Regions from separate parts of the Ovis aries genome. Here regions 1 and 3 are each linked to region 2. A link is a contact called in public Hi-C data. All regions are on one chromosome and are shown on one strand. The core of a region is the stretch at or near the end of the contact, and the rest is flanking DNA. Distances in the headings are between cores, read along the strand shown.

What was found. Hi-C and Micro-C count contacts between places; a contact is called where the count stands out from the background.
Region 1: a contact with region 2 is called in a Hi-C map of muscle, with 2.5 times the contacts expected there. The contact joins the promoter of ZCCHC2 here to the promoter of PHLPP1 in region 2. A contact is called at or near these places in 2 of 16 Hi-C or Micro-C datasets (hypothalamus and muscle).
Region 3: a contact with region 2 is called in a Hi-C map of hypothalamus, with 5 times the contacts expected there. The contact joins the enhancer-like site here to the promoter of PHLPP1 in region 2. A contact is called at or near these places in 7 of 16 Hi-C or Micro-C datasets (hypothalamus, liver, mixed tissues and 3 more).

What each region holds. Positions count from the first base shown.
Region 1 is chr23:61,210,165-61,214,947 of ARS-UI_Ramb_v3.0, reverse strand. ZCCHC2 (zinc finger CCHC-type containing 2) reads right to left here and starts at 2,357. Exons shown (of 14, transcript XM_027960853.2): 1 at 1,369-2,357. The coding sequence starts at 2,331.
Region 2 is chr23:61,359,463-61,363,925 of ARS-UI_Ramb_v3.0, reverse strand. It overlaps PHLPP1 (PH domain and leucine rich repeat protein phosphatase 1), which reads right to left and starts at 1,335. Exons shown (of 17, transcript XM_042239364.1): 1 at 222-1,335. The coding sequence starts at 1,335. LOC114110432 (a long non-coding RNA gene) reads left to right here and starts at 1,907. Exons shown (of 4, transcript XR_009598183.1): 1 at 1,907-2,231.
Region 3 is chr23:61,595,150-61,599,529 of ARS-UI_Ramb_v3.0, reverse strand. No RefSeq gene overlaps it. Among named protein-coding and RNA genes, the nearest start is that of PHLPP1, 230 kb to the right of the region's middle. Within about 2 kb of position 2,364, at least 8 of the 54 cell types and tissues checked have an H3K27ac peak or open chromatin away from gene starts, as enhancers often do. A contact at or near this core is called in hypothalamus, where this site is marked.

The DNA.
Region 1 (4,783 bases), core at 1,108-3,607, 150 kb after region 2:
AGGGATTTTGGGGGGGTAAGATATGTAAGCACTTACTGCTTTGGAGTTCAGGCTTGCTTCTCTAAACTTGATGGGCACAAAGGATTTTTTTGGAAGTATTAAGCAGGCTGAAGAGTGCAGTATACACAGCTGCATGCTATGTAAATAGACACTGTAATATTTCATGCTCGCCAAAATTCTGGATACTAGCATTACTACGTCCCAGTTTGATGAAGTATGTCCTAAAGTGGGTTAGTCACTTCACTGAAGCCTCCTTTTTAAAAGGAGGGGCTCAGCCTAGATTATCACTAAATCCTTTCCAGCTCCCAGGTTCCTTTGAGTCTATGTCTATTGAGTCCACACAGCCATTGCAGAGATATAATGCCCAGTTTTAGTCTGAATGACAGCAGATATATAAGCTGAAAACTTTCAAGCAAGGAGTGAAAAAAATCTCGCTTTCCAATATATCATCCTGGAGATCTCCTAAACTGAAAAACATGGCATCCAAATAAATGCTTTTTAAATAATCGTGAACCACGAAAATAAACTTACTGTACAGTCTTTAAATGAAAGCTATTTGCTCCATTAAATGGTCACACTCAAGGGCTTTATATTGGGCCTAGGTTATTAAATTGCTTTCGTGGCCTTATAAAATTTTATCTCATGTTTGCGACAAGGGACTTACTTTTAATCTTATCTACTACATTTTGGCTTTCAGTAACTTTTTAGAAACCATTTATGCTTCCAGTAAAGGCCCCACAAACATCCCCGGACCCAAACGTGTAGACACGACTCAAACCCGTTAGAAGCCGGACTAGCCGGGGGTGAAGGGCACCAGAACCGCCCGCGGGGACGTTTCCCTACCCAGACAACCTGCCCGACGACCTAACTGATTTGAGTCGCTTCGCACCTCTGACTTTTCCTGAGAGCATCAAGCTCAGGGCAGGAGTCTAAGAGCCCGCGACGCGCTGTACCTCAGGCCACCGCGGAGCGCGCCGGGAGCGCGCCTGGGGCCGCCGCCCCCGGGGGGCGAGCGGGGCCTCGGGACGCGCGGGCGGAGCGCCAGGCGGCGGGGCGGCGGCCGGCCCGGGCTCCGCAGCCCCGACCAAGTGTCGGGGCCGAAAGGTCCCGAGAGCCCGCGTCCGAGGGCCGGGCTGAGCGCCGGGCTTCCGGGGCAACCCCGGCGGGACGAGACTTCCAGAGCATTCTGTTATGGCGGGCGCTCGTGTGTGTGTATGTGTGTGAGGGGAGCGGGGCTGAGCGGCCCGGCCGGACGCACATCAGTCCCGGCGCCGGGGTCAGGGTCGGCCGGGCCGGGGGACGTCCGGGAGCCGGGCGCGGAGGCCGCGGGGACCGCCGCGCGGGCGCGGGGAGGCCGGCGCGCCTTACCTGGGCCCGGGCGCCGGCCAAGTGGCCCGGCGCCGCCTCTACGTCCTCGGCGCCCCCGCGGAGCGCGGCGCGGAGCCTCTCCAGGTGCTCCCTCAGGGTGACGCGCTGGTGGAAGGAGAAGGCCGGGTGCAGCGAGGCCATGGTGAAGAGCAGCAGCAGTTCCTCCTGGGCCCTGAGCCCGAGCCCGCCGCCCGGCCGGGGCGCGGCGCCACCGCCTTCCGGGCCGGAGCCGTCCTTCTCGGCGTCCTCCTCCTCGCCGCCGCCGTCCTCCTCGCCGCGCTCGTTCTCCGCGCCGCCCCGCGAGCCCTCGCCCCGGGCCGCGCGCAGGCTCCGGAGCACCGCGTCCACCTGGGGCAGGAGGCGGTGCAGGCGGCCGGCGGCCTCGCGGTTCTCCGAGCCCAGCAGCGCCAGGTAGACGATGAGGCGCGAGCGCACGGCGGGCTCTCGGAAATCGGCCAGCGGGCCCGGGTCCGAGAGACCGTTGGCCTTGGCCTCCGAGTCCCGCAGGTAGTGGTAGTCCTTGCGCGCCAGGTCCTCCAGGCACGAGCCGAGGAAGCGCAGCTCCAGCGGGTTGCACAGGTCCAGCAGCCCGCACATGAACTCCAGACGCTGCGCCGAGCCCAGCACCATCCCGAACCACTCGTATACCCGCTCCTGCTCGCGCAGCGCCGCCGCCGCGGGCCCCGCGCCACCGCCCGGCATGCCCACCCCCGCCGCCGCCCCGCCAGCAACAGGCGGCCCGAGCCCCCGAGACGGCGGCGGCGGCGGCGGCGGCGGCGGCAGCGGGGGGCCCCGCGGCGCGCCTGAAGGCGGCGGCGGCGGCGGCGGCGGCGGGGGGCGGCAGTCGCGGCGGCGGCGCGGAGGCGCCTTCGCGCCCGGCCGCGCGTCTGCCTCTGGCTCCTCAGCCTCGGGCGGCGGCTCCGCGGGGTGCGTCGGCTTCAGCGGCAGCTTCATCCTCAGCATCCTCGGCTACGGCGGCGCGGACATGCGAGCGGGGGCAGGAGGGCGGGGCCGGGGGCGGGGCGGGGGCCGCGGCAGCGGCGGCGGGCGGCCGTCAGGAGCAGGGCCCCTCCATGCCGCCGGGGCCGGGCCGGGCCGGGCCGGGCCGGGGGCGGGTCTCGGCCGGCGCGGGCGGCCGCGGGCGGTGTCTTCCCCGGCCGGGGGGCGGGGCGTGCCCGCAGCGGCTCCTCCCTCCCGGGCTCCGCGCCGCCTCTGGGAGCCCGGGCGAGGTCGGGAGCGAGCTAGCGAGCGTGTCCTCCGTCCGTCCGCCTCCCGCTCTCTGGTCTTCCGCGCAGGGCCGGGCCGGCGGCGCCTGAGCGGTCCCCTCGCAAGCCGGTGGGGACGGGGCGGTGGCGACAAGAGGAGGAGCGGCCGGGCGGGCGGAGACGCTTGCGGGCTCCGCGCAGGCACCTCAGCCAATCAGCAGCCGGAACGGCTGGTTGCGCGAGTCTCCCCGCCCCCGGGGCACGCCCCCTCCGGGAGGCCACGCCCAACCGCCCTGCGGCCGCCTTCCCTGCCGGCGGCTCCCGCGCGGTCCCGGCGTCTGGCGGTGAGCCGGGCTCCGGGCCGGGCGAGGAGCTACCGCGCGGGGCTGCCCGCGTGCGAGAGGCGCTCTCGGCCCACGGCGCGGGGGCCGTCAGGGAGCCGCACCTTCTCCGGGCTCCGGCGCGGTTTCTGACTCCCGACGCCGTGCCGCCGCCCCGGTCAGGCCGCCGCCCCTGGCGCCGCCCGGCTCCCGTCGCGGCCGCGCGGGACGCGTCCTGGAGCCGGGCTCCCTCCGGAGGGGGCGCGCCGGCCCGACCTCCGCGGGTGTCAGGAGGTCGGCTCGCGGGCCCTGCCGCCGCGGCTCCGCCGCCCCGTGTCCGGTCTGCGCAGCGGGCGGGCGCCCACGAGGAGGGCGGCCCCGGGCGCAGGGCCCTCCCGACGCGGGCAGCCCCGCGGCCCCGGGGCCAACGGTCTGTAACGGTCTTCGGGAATTATTGCCGCGACAGTTACCAAAGCCCCGCGGAGCCACCATCTTCGGGGGCCTGTCCTATTAGCTACATGACGTTTCTGTGCCTTTACGCTAGAATTTTGAATTCCTGTGCCCCTGTGAATTCTCTGTGATTTGAGGAACTGACTTTTTTTTTAAAGTTTTTGTTACGTTTTTAACGTTGGAAGACCTTTGTCCTTCTCACTGTTGCTTTAAAAAAAAAATTTAAGTCTATAATTTAACACCCAGCTGGATCTTTTGAAGGTTAATTTTTAAAAGGTGGGACTAAAAAAAAACAAACCTTCAGGTTTTAAATTAGAAAGTCCTACTACAGCTGTGTAGTGGCAGGATGTTAAAAAAAAGAATCACTTTTTCCGAAACTCTTCCTGAAAATATTTGAACATCTGTTGGTAGAGCATATGCTGAGCCCTCTTTACAATTTTATGCCCTAAGAAGCTAATTTATATTTCAATAAAAGGTTGAACTGAAGCCTGAATCTGCTTCAGCGATAAAATGGGGAAACAGTTGTTTTCAACACACTTGCTGCTACTGCTGCTAAGTCGCTTCAGTCGTGTCCGACTCTGTGCGACCCCATAGACGGCAGCCCACCAGGCTCCCCCGTCCCTGGGATTGTCCAGGCAAGAACACTGGAGTAGGTTGCCATTTCCTTCTCCAATGCATGAAAGTAAAAAATGAAAGTGAAGTCGCTCAGTCGTCAACACACTTGAGATATGTCAAATATATAAAAGCCATTCTTCCTGTACTTTGCTATTTCCTTGTGTTCTTTAGGTGTCATCTAAAATGATCAGGAGAAAACTTTGCAGGAACATTTATTATTACAATCCTTGCCCCTTTGCTGTCAACTTCAAGTGTCTTGGAATTTTCTGTCTTATCATTTGTGAAGCTTATGGTGACATACTTTAGGCAACCAATAGTAACCTTGCTAGATATTCACAGGTCCATAGTGAGTCACCTGTCTAGATCCTTGGAGATGATTTTTACATGTGATCCAGGCATATGGTCTTTACATTTTCCTTGGCAACAAGAAGCCATTTGGTATGAACTCTCCGTAATACTTGATCCATAAATTTGGGTCTGAGTTCAGATTTACAATCAGTAATGATTACTTTTGTTCTTCCGTCTTTGGCCCATGTTAGAAAATGCAGCGACACGCACTGTGCTTTAATGATTCTGGTTATCATCCATTGGCTGGGCAGTTGGCTGCTTACGCCCCAGTACATTGTTTCGGAGCTCGCTCTCTCCATACAGCCGCTCATTAGACCGGGCCGCAGTGGTTTTTTTTTTTCCACCCTATAGTGAGAATACATGTTCAGTGAAGAGTGATGTCCTAGGGACTCCCCTGGGGGTCCAGTGGTTAAGAATCCACCTGTCAATGCAGGGGACACAGATTCAACCCCTGGTCTGGGAAGACCCCACATAGGG
Region 2 (4,463 bases), core at 86-2,585:
CTAGTTTCACGGCACGTGAAGTTGCCCTGAAGCCCCAAGCCCCGCAGCCCGAAGGCGGCACTGTCACTGCAGGGCCCCTCTCAGGAACATGTGCGCCCGCGGCCCCGCCGCCTGCCCCGCACCCGCGGCGGGAACCGCTCGGCTGGGTCCCACCGGTCTTCCGCGCGAGCGGCGAAGGGCTAACAGAGCCCCGAGGGCGCGCGTGCAGGTGACCGCCTTACCTGCATAGAAGCGGATGAGGCAGCCAACCTCCGAGTCCAGGCCCTCCTCCTGCACCCTCCACAGCGCCCCGAAGCCCAGCTGGAAGAGGTAGTCGTTCTGGATCTGCAGCGGCTTCTCGTCCGCCTCCAGGCGCCGCGCGGTCTCCCCGTGCAGCTGCACATACAGGGTGGGCGGCGGGGGCGCCTTCTCCGCGGCCGCCGCGTCCCCGCCCGGGCTCTCCTCCGCCGGCCGGTCGCGGGCGGCGCCGCCCGAGCCCTCGACGCCCCTCGGGGCCGTCGGCGGAGGTGGGGAGGCGGCCGGGGAGAGCGGCCGGGAGCCCGACGAGCGGCCGCGCAGGCGGGGCTGGCCCGGGTCAGCCTCGAGCTCCTCGGACGACGATGAACAGTAGGGATCCGGCGGGCGCGACGCGCCCTCGGCGCCCGGGCTCGGCCCGGGGCTCTCGGGCTCGGGGGTCCGGCCCGCGCCGTCCGGGGCCCGCGGGGAGCCCGGGCTGCAGCCCGCGGGCGCGGGGCCGGCGCGGGAGGCGCGGCGCGGCGGCGGCCCCCCGACGGCGGGCAGCGCGGCCTTCCCGGGCGGCGGCCCCGCGGGGGCCCGGCCCGGCACCTTCAGCACGCCGCCGGCCCTGGGGCCCGCCTGCAGCAGGCGGGAGGCCACCTCGCCGGCCGTGGTGTCCAGCGTGCAGAGCACCGGGCGCAGGCGGCTGGCGGCCGGGTGACGGTCGAGGACGTGCACGCAGCCGCGCTGGAGCTGGTGCCGCACCCAGTCCCGGTCCGACGGCTGCAGCGGCAGCATCTGCCGGGGTCGCGGGAGCAGCGCCCGGCGGTCCAGGCTCCGCGAGCACGGCGGCGCCGCGGCCGGGCCGGGGGCGGGGAGGCCGGCGGGGCGCGGGGCGGCGGCGGCGGACGCGTTCCTCTTCAGCCGGCCTCTCCTCAGCAGCAGCGAGCTGGCGCCGGGCCCCGGGGCGGCCCCGCCGGCGGCGGGCAGGGGCGCCGGGCCGCGCCGCCGCCTGCGAGCCGCGCCTCCCGCCCGGCCCGGCGCCGCGGTCAGCGCGGGCCCGGGGCCGCCCGCCGCGGCCCGGCCCTCCGCGCGGGTCTCCGCGGCCGCGGGCTCCATGGCGGCGGGGCTCGGCGCGGCCCCGGCTCGGGGGGCAGCGGTCGCACAGCGAGCGGGGGGCGGCGGCGCCGCCAGTGGCGTTCGCGCGGCCGTTTCGGGCGATTATGTGGCGGTTCGGAGCGCTCCGTCGGCGTCTCGGTGTTCCATCCCGCGCGCCCGCCCGGCCGCCACCGCCCCCCGCCCGCCCCTCGCCTCGCGCAGTCGAGCCAGCCGCGGAGCCGGCCTCATTGAATATTAATCGCGCGCCGGGAGCGCCGGGCGGGAGGCCGGCGGGCGGCGCGCCTCATGAATATGCATCACCCGCGTGACGGCGACCCCGCGGGCGGGCGCGCGGGGCGGAGCCTCGGGGTAAACAAGCGGGACGGCGTCGGGGGGCGGGGCCGCGCCGCCAGGCGCGGGGCCTTCCTGCGCGGGCCCGAGAGGGGAGGGGCCGAGAGACGGGCGGTGCGCGATGCCACCTGGGAGCTGTAGTTCCAGGCCGCGGTCAGGCGTCCCCGAGGGGGACCGTGGCGAACTACAAGTCCCAGAGATCCTCCAGCACCGCCCCGCCGTGCGGCCCGCCGCGGGCCCCGGACTGTGGGTCTGGTGCCCTCTGATGGAGTCGATGCTCAGCGGCGTTCGGTTCATGAACTTGTAGTTACCCGCCCATTCCTGCTCCCCGAGGCTTTCGTTTTCCCCGCTGGTTGAGACAGGGCTCGAACAGACTCCAGGCGGCACGAAGGTCCGGGCGCTCGGTCTTCCCCTCACCACCTACGAGCTCGCCCGGAGGCAGTCGTGCGGCCCCGGCCCGGCCCTCCGCGGGTCCTGTGTGAGGAGAACGGCCGAGGACGGGCCCTCTCCCTGCTCAGCTTGAGGTCCGAAAGGACTGAGGACACGGAAGGCGATGGGAAGCAGAGGTAACGCTGGAACGGAGGCGTGGGACAGAAGAAACGGGCCCTGCGCTCTCTTTTAACGTCTTCCCTTGGTTTTTCCTTCAGTATTCAGAAAAAATTACATTCTGCGACCGCAGTGTTAGTCGTGGCGTAGAGTTGTACTTTCTTGTCGATTGAAACAATATTGTAGGCTGGATTAGAGAGGTTACTGTTTAAAAGAATTTGGTAAACCTTTTTAATTGAATTACCATTCCTCCGTATTGTTTCATAAATCTGGATTTTTACATATAAGACTTGTGCAGCTGCAAACAATCCCGGGCCTGCTTAACATCAATAAAGTTACTTAACCTGGGGGTGAATTGGGGGTAGGGAGTTTAAGGAAAGAGGAAGGAGAGAGAAACAGGGAAGAAAAAAGAAAGAAACTGGAACTTGTGGCTGAAATAATAGAAACTAATAAGGGCAGAGAAAGGTGTACGTGGGTTATCTACACAGTTTTACTGAAAAGTAGAAGTTACAGGACAAAAAATATTATCTTGATTCTTGAAATTCCTGTAGATGACTTTTTATATTTTTCTTTTGAATTATTATCTCTTGGCCTCATGAAACATGTTTATTCCATTTCAATTCAATCAACAGCTCAGAATTACTTCTGTAAAATTAGAGAGAATGCAAATTTTTCCAAGAGACATAAGATACAATTAATTTAACAAACAGTTATAAACATACCACGCAGTCTGTTACAGCAGTGGAATAAATCAGACACTCCCCTTGCCTTTACAGAGTTTATAGATTAGAGACAGAGAGGCTCAGCAGGTGAGAGGGGTGTGGACGAGGGGAAACACCGGGTGTCAAATGAGACTGAGTTAAACTTTAAAAGCACGTTCAATTTCAGTACTAAAACATGGACTATTTACATTTCTGTATATTTTTTAGTTCCTTCATGGATTCCTATAAGCCTCTTTAATTTTTTGTATATTAAGAAATATACATTAAGTCTCATATATCTGCTTTCTAGAGTTATGTTTATGTAGCTAAGGTGATAAACTCAAGGGGACTTTGTTCCAGTCAGAGACACTGTCGGCCCTGGCCCAGGCTCCATGTGCGCCCTCTCGGGCTACAGTGCTGCCCTTATTCAGCCCTGGACCCTGTGCAGTTTCACAGTCAGCATCACTCTGCCTTTCTGTCCTTTAGGAACTGTGTTTACCCCTTGAAGGTATATGTAACCAAAAACCTCCCCTGGAAAAAATGAAAGAAAAAGCATTGGCCAGAGAATTTAGTATGCAGAGCACTGGAGCAGGGAGAGAGGTTGGAGAGTCTTCTTACCTGCCTGCCAGATGTGGTGTGAAGACGGTCAGGTATCTCAGGGTGGAGAAAAAGGAAGTCCAGTCCAGCCTCAAAAACAGTGGGTCCTTTTTGTTCTTTTGATGGAGGGAGGGAGAACGAAGGATATAATTTTTATGTAGAGAAACTATTTCAGGCATAGTGTGTATAATCTACAAGAGATCATATCCCATTGTATCCGAAGGCATAAAAATCAGAGGGGAGAGCAGAAGGGCAAGGGTCCACAGTGTGACCCATCCCTGGTTCTAGGGGTCCTCAACCGCCCGGGTCTGATGCCTGATGATCTGAGGTGGAGCTGATTAATAATAACATTAGAAATAAAGTGCCCAGTAAATGTAATACCCTTGAATCATCCCGAATCTACCCCCCTACCCCCGCCCTAGTTCATGAAGAAACTGTCTTCCACGAAACCCATTCCTGGTGCCAAAAAAGTTGGGGACTGCTGCCTGGTTCCACTTCCAAACCTTCAATAAAGTGACTGAACGTGGCGGGTGAGAGGCGAGAGAGAGAAAGAAATAGGAGTTCATAAAGCATAGACAGCCCCCTGAACACCAGACCCACTGGAACCTCAGAGTGATAATAAGACAGTGATGATGACAGTGAAACTTGGAGTTTGCTGGTATCACGGAACATCCCCCAGACCATGAGCCAGGCCTTGCTGTACAATTTCTCTGAATGAGGAAAGGATTTCAGTGGAGAACAAATGTTTTCCAGATACCCATGAAATTGCAGCTTTTCCTACTTAACAGAATGGGGACTAGGACAGTATCTTGAAACCACGGTAACTCACAGATGCTCCCCAACCCTCTAAAATGTCCCACATGTACAATCTAATACCACAGTTGTAACTAGCCTCACTTTTCAAAGAATGACGTCTTCCCATGTGAAAAGATAATTCCCCAAAGAAACAACAGA
Region 3 (4,380 bases), core at 1,115-3,614, 230 kb before region 2:
CTCACGCCCCCTACAGTGAGCGGGTAGACTCTTAACCACGGGACTGCCAGGCTAGTGCTGTGATGAGACTTTTAAATTTGAAAAGCGGAGGACTCCTAAAAATGTTTACAGACAGAGTATACGCAAATGATATGCAGACAGCATTGTCATACAAGCTGAACGAGGTTTCTAGGGGGAAGTCCTGTGGGTTTACCTGGGACACAGGGTGGTTTCATCTCCTGAGGAAAGGGTGTGAGAGACTATGCTTAGGGTGCCCGGGGTGGGACACTTCTCAGTGAGCCATCGTAAACCTGAGCTGCTCTAGGGAAATCCGTATTCGAAGAGTTAAGATGTGTCGACCACCCAGCTAACAAGAGCCTGCCTTCTGTGTGCGCAGTTCATCCCTGGCCGACATGGCAGTTTCTTTTACATGTAAAACTGACTCAAGAAGCTCCAAATGTTCACTGCAAAGCAGTTTTCCTAAAGACTCAGGAAAGCAAATGACCTGTAAACGAGTTCAGGAAAAGACAACAGCTGGAGGTGCCCCATTTGGGAAATGATCTGAGCTGCCATTTCAACTTTCCTCCCAAGAGATAAGAGCACGAATTAGGGGGAAGTTCAGTTTATTAGAATAAGACCATAGTAATGACTAGAAAGTACTTGGAATTCAGTCTGAAGCCAGTCTTACTTCCGTGGCTTTAGGAAAAGAGGGATCACAACGGGAGCAGCTCTAGTCACAGGCAGACGGAGAGGACTCTCCAGGTTCTGCGTTCCCGTTTGGACAGAACAGACCATCGTGCTTCTGATCGAGCAGAAAATGAAAGGATGAGGATCTGGAACCCCACAAAAGTAGCGCTTGTGTCTGCGTCCTTAACGCAGGGTGTGGCTTCCTACGCGGCCGCACGGCGGGAGACGGCGCACCGCCTGGGGCCCCCTAGGCCCCCGTTCTGCTTCTGCCGTCGAAGGTTCTGCTTCAGTCCTCTGGAAGGCAGTGCGCAACACGCAGGGCCCGACATCACCCTCAACTGGCTGAGACAACTGCAGGGCGTCAGACGGCCGCCTGGGCACCCCAGTGCCCCATTTGTGGGCCGCAGGTGGGGGCCCCGGGGCTGAGCACTGGGTGGCCCGCGGCACTTCCTGTCATCACCCAGAGCTTTGTCTGCTAGCTGGGGAGTCCCTACTTTGTTACTGATCAGGGCAACGGATTTGCTAAGCTAAGTCTGAACTTGGCTGCAGTTTTGGTAAGGCTGGGATGGTGGGACAACCTTTAGAGCCGTATTCCGACTCTGCAGTGGTAGGAGTCAGCTCAGGACAGGTCAACAGCAACAGTGAGATGAGGCGAGTGTAGACTCATTGGCCCCAAATGCCTTTTGGGGGATAAATTGAAATAAAATGAAATTCAGTGGCAAGGAATGAGAAAATCTGCCTCTTGTACCATCACTTCATCCCTCCCTCCTGTAACAGTTCCAACAGATGTTTCTCTAGGAGTTTGTTTTCTCTCTAGGAGATTTTAATTTAAAAAAGCATTTTTGCCGTGTCCCCAATTATGTTTTCTCTGATCACCCTTAGGTGTTCATTTACAATAAGACAACACTTCCACTTACATAAGATGCTACTGTCTGTCTACAAATTACCTGGTTTGACCATGGGGAGGTAGGGAGGGCAGATATCATAACCCTCACGTTTACAAAAATTCTATTTCCTGACAGGTCCGTGGGAATCCAAAATGTCTCCTGATGAGGTTTGCATGGGAATTGTTCTTTATCTCCCTACTGGGCAGCGTCAGCAATGAGCTGACTCCCAGGTACAGTCCTAATAGACCCACAGTGTATTACTGTTTTTATTTTTCTCTATGAAAGTGAAAGTCGCTCAGTCGTGTCTGACTCTTTGCAACCTCATGGACTGTGCAGTCCACGGGATTCTCCAGGCCAGAATACTCGAGTGGGTATCCTTCCCGTCTGCAGGGGATCTTCCCAACCCAGGGATCCAACCCAGGTCTCCTGCGTTGCAGGCGGATTCTTTACCCGCTGAGCCACCAGGGAGGCCCGTTCCCCACTGTGAGGAACAGAGGGTGAGACGGACGCTGGAGACTGGCTTCCTGTCGCCCAGGTTGATGCCGTGGTTCCTGCTGGTTTTTCCCAGAAGAAAACAGTGCCCGTCACAGGACCCACGGCCGCTCCACCTTACAGAGCAGAACCCCGGGGGAACAGTAACATGGCTCAGCATGGCTTCTCTGACTGCCCGATGGTGCTTGGGAGTGCTTTCTGTCTCAGGTCCAGGAGAGACCGAAGCCGTTTCTCCCTGAAGAGTGAAAGGTGGAGAAAGAAGGGAGCCGAGCCCATTTCCACCCAGATCTCCTCTCACCAGCAGGTGGCGCTGTGACAGAGCCATCGAGAGAAGCCAGGTCTGATGGGCTGGGCAGCAGCCCCTGTGCCCTAGGGGACGCCATGGCCCCATCCTGGGTCAGACGGTTGGGTGTTAGGGCACCTGGGGCCCTCCGGGAAGCAGTGGTGGGCACACCCGGGGCAGCCTGCGGCTGAGCCCACACCCGCAACTGCCAGGGTCCTCACTGGGGTCCCTGAGTCACGCAAGGCCCTTCCCAATCCTCTGGCCTTCCCGGAGGAAGGAGGGAGTTGGGGGGGCAGGGGGAGCCCGTGTCCCTCACACTCACCCTGCAGATCCGTGGCTTTGGGGAATCTCCAAATACGAAACGCTTTCCAGCTTTATGAGCACCTCTACATACGGTACATTAGATGCTACCTCGGTGAGCTGCCCTGGTGGCTCAGGGGGTACTGAATCCGCCTGCAACGCAGGAGACCTGGGTTCGATCCCTGTGTCGGGACGATCCCCTGGAGGAAGTCGTGGCAACTCACTCCAGTGCTCTTGCCTGGGGAATCCCATGGATGAGGAAGGAGCCTGGGGGCTTTCAGTCCATGGGGTTGCAGAGGACACAACGGAGCGACTTCACTTCCACCTCAGTGGGCCGCAGTGAAGGCCCCTCAGGCGGCTCCGGGGAAGAGCAAGGAGGCCGAGCAGGAGCCCTGCGTCCACAGGCCTCTTTCACTCACTATTGGCCCCACGCTCCCCAAGGGCGAAGTCTTGTCCTTCGTCTCCAGGGACCCTTACGTGGGCTGAGTGGACAGTGGGACTTGCTGGGATAATGAACCAGAAGCAAGCGTGCCCTGAGCTGCAGGTCTTGGGGAACCAGCCAGGCCCGTGCTGCCGCCCCGTCAGCTGCAGAGGTCCCCTCCGGGGACCCCCAGGTCACGGTGCCTCTGCTGGCCCTGCTCAGGGCGGAAGTGGGCTTCTCGGGGGGTGAGCTGTGGGAGGATGGGGTCCACACAGTCTGTCTGGGGCGGGGGCCACAGAAGGCGACTGACGAGCCCGCCCGCAGAGGGTGCCACACCGAGGAGTCAGAGCGTGCCTGGAACTTCCGGAGGGACTGAGGCACGAGGTGAGAACGCTGAGCCTCCCGGGTCCGCTCAGATCCGCCCGGAGCAGTGGGAAGACTGGCAGGCACTGGTGAGCGGGTGGGGTGCAGGGTTCCAACCCGGCCTTGCTCCGGGCTTAGAGCGGAGCCCTGCCTAGGTTCCACCCTCGGTCACTGATCCCTCGTGGGGCTGCGTGTGTGCCAAGTCGACCCGCTTCAGGCATGTCTGACTCTTTGTGACCCATGGGCTGTGGCCCGCCAGACTCCTCTGTCCATGGGATCCTCCAGGTTAGAACGCTGGCGTGGGTTGCCATGCCCTCCTCCAGGGGGTCTTCCCGACCCAGGGATGGAGCCCAGGTCTCCATGTCTCCTGCGTGGCAGGTGGGCCCTGGGAAGCCACGCTGATGGGGCCGAGATGAGCTCAGTCCTTCCACCGCCTCAGTGGTTTGCACAGCGCACAAGGAGCCCGCCACGGAGTGAAGAGCGGACATCACCAAGACAAGGAGCGGCCCACTCCTCTGGCTGCCCAGAGAGGGGTGGACGGTGGACAGCCCGCTGCAGAGCCTACAAGAGAGACTAGTTGCTGCGTCCTGTCACTGAACCTGCCAGGCGCCCCTCTGGAGGGCAGACCTAAAGAAGGGAAACCACTCTACCTGGAAAGCTGGTCCACTTGAGACCCAGCGGAGACCCAGAGCATCTCCCACACACGGGTCTCAGATGCAGAGTGGGACGGTGCCATCTGTAAGTGGGGCCAGGCAGCCAGCAGGAGTGTGGGACCCCCGAGGGCCCCACAGCACACTCGCTGCTCCCAGGAGGGGTGGGGAGTGCAGCAGTCAGCTCTGGATTTCCACTTTGTCTGTGCACCGTTAATCAGCTACACTCCAATATAAAAAAGATCAACTGTATCCAATTAAAAAAAAAGATTAACTGGTTCACATGATTGAGGGGCCCCTGAGAGAAAGGGAAACAAA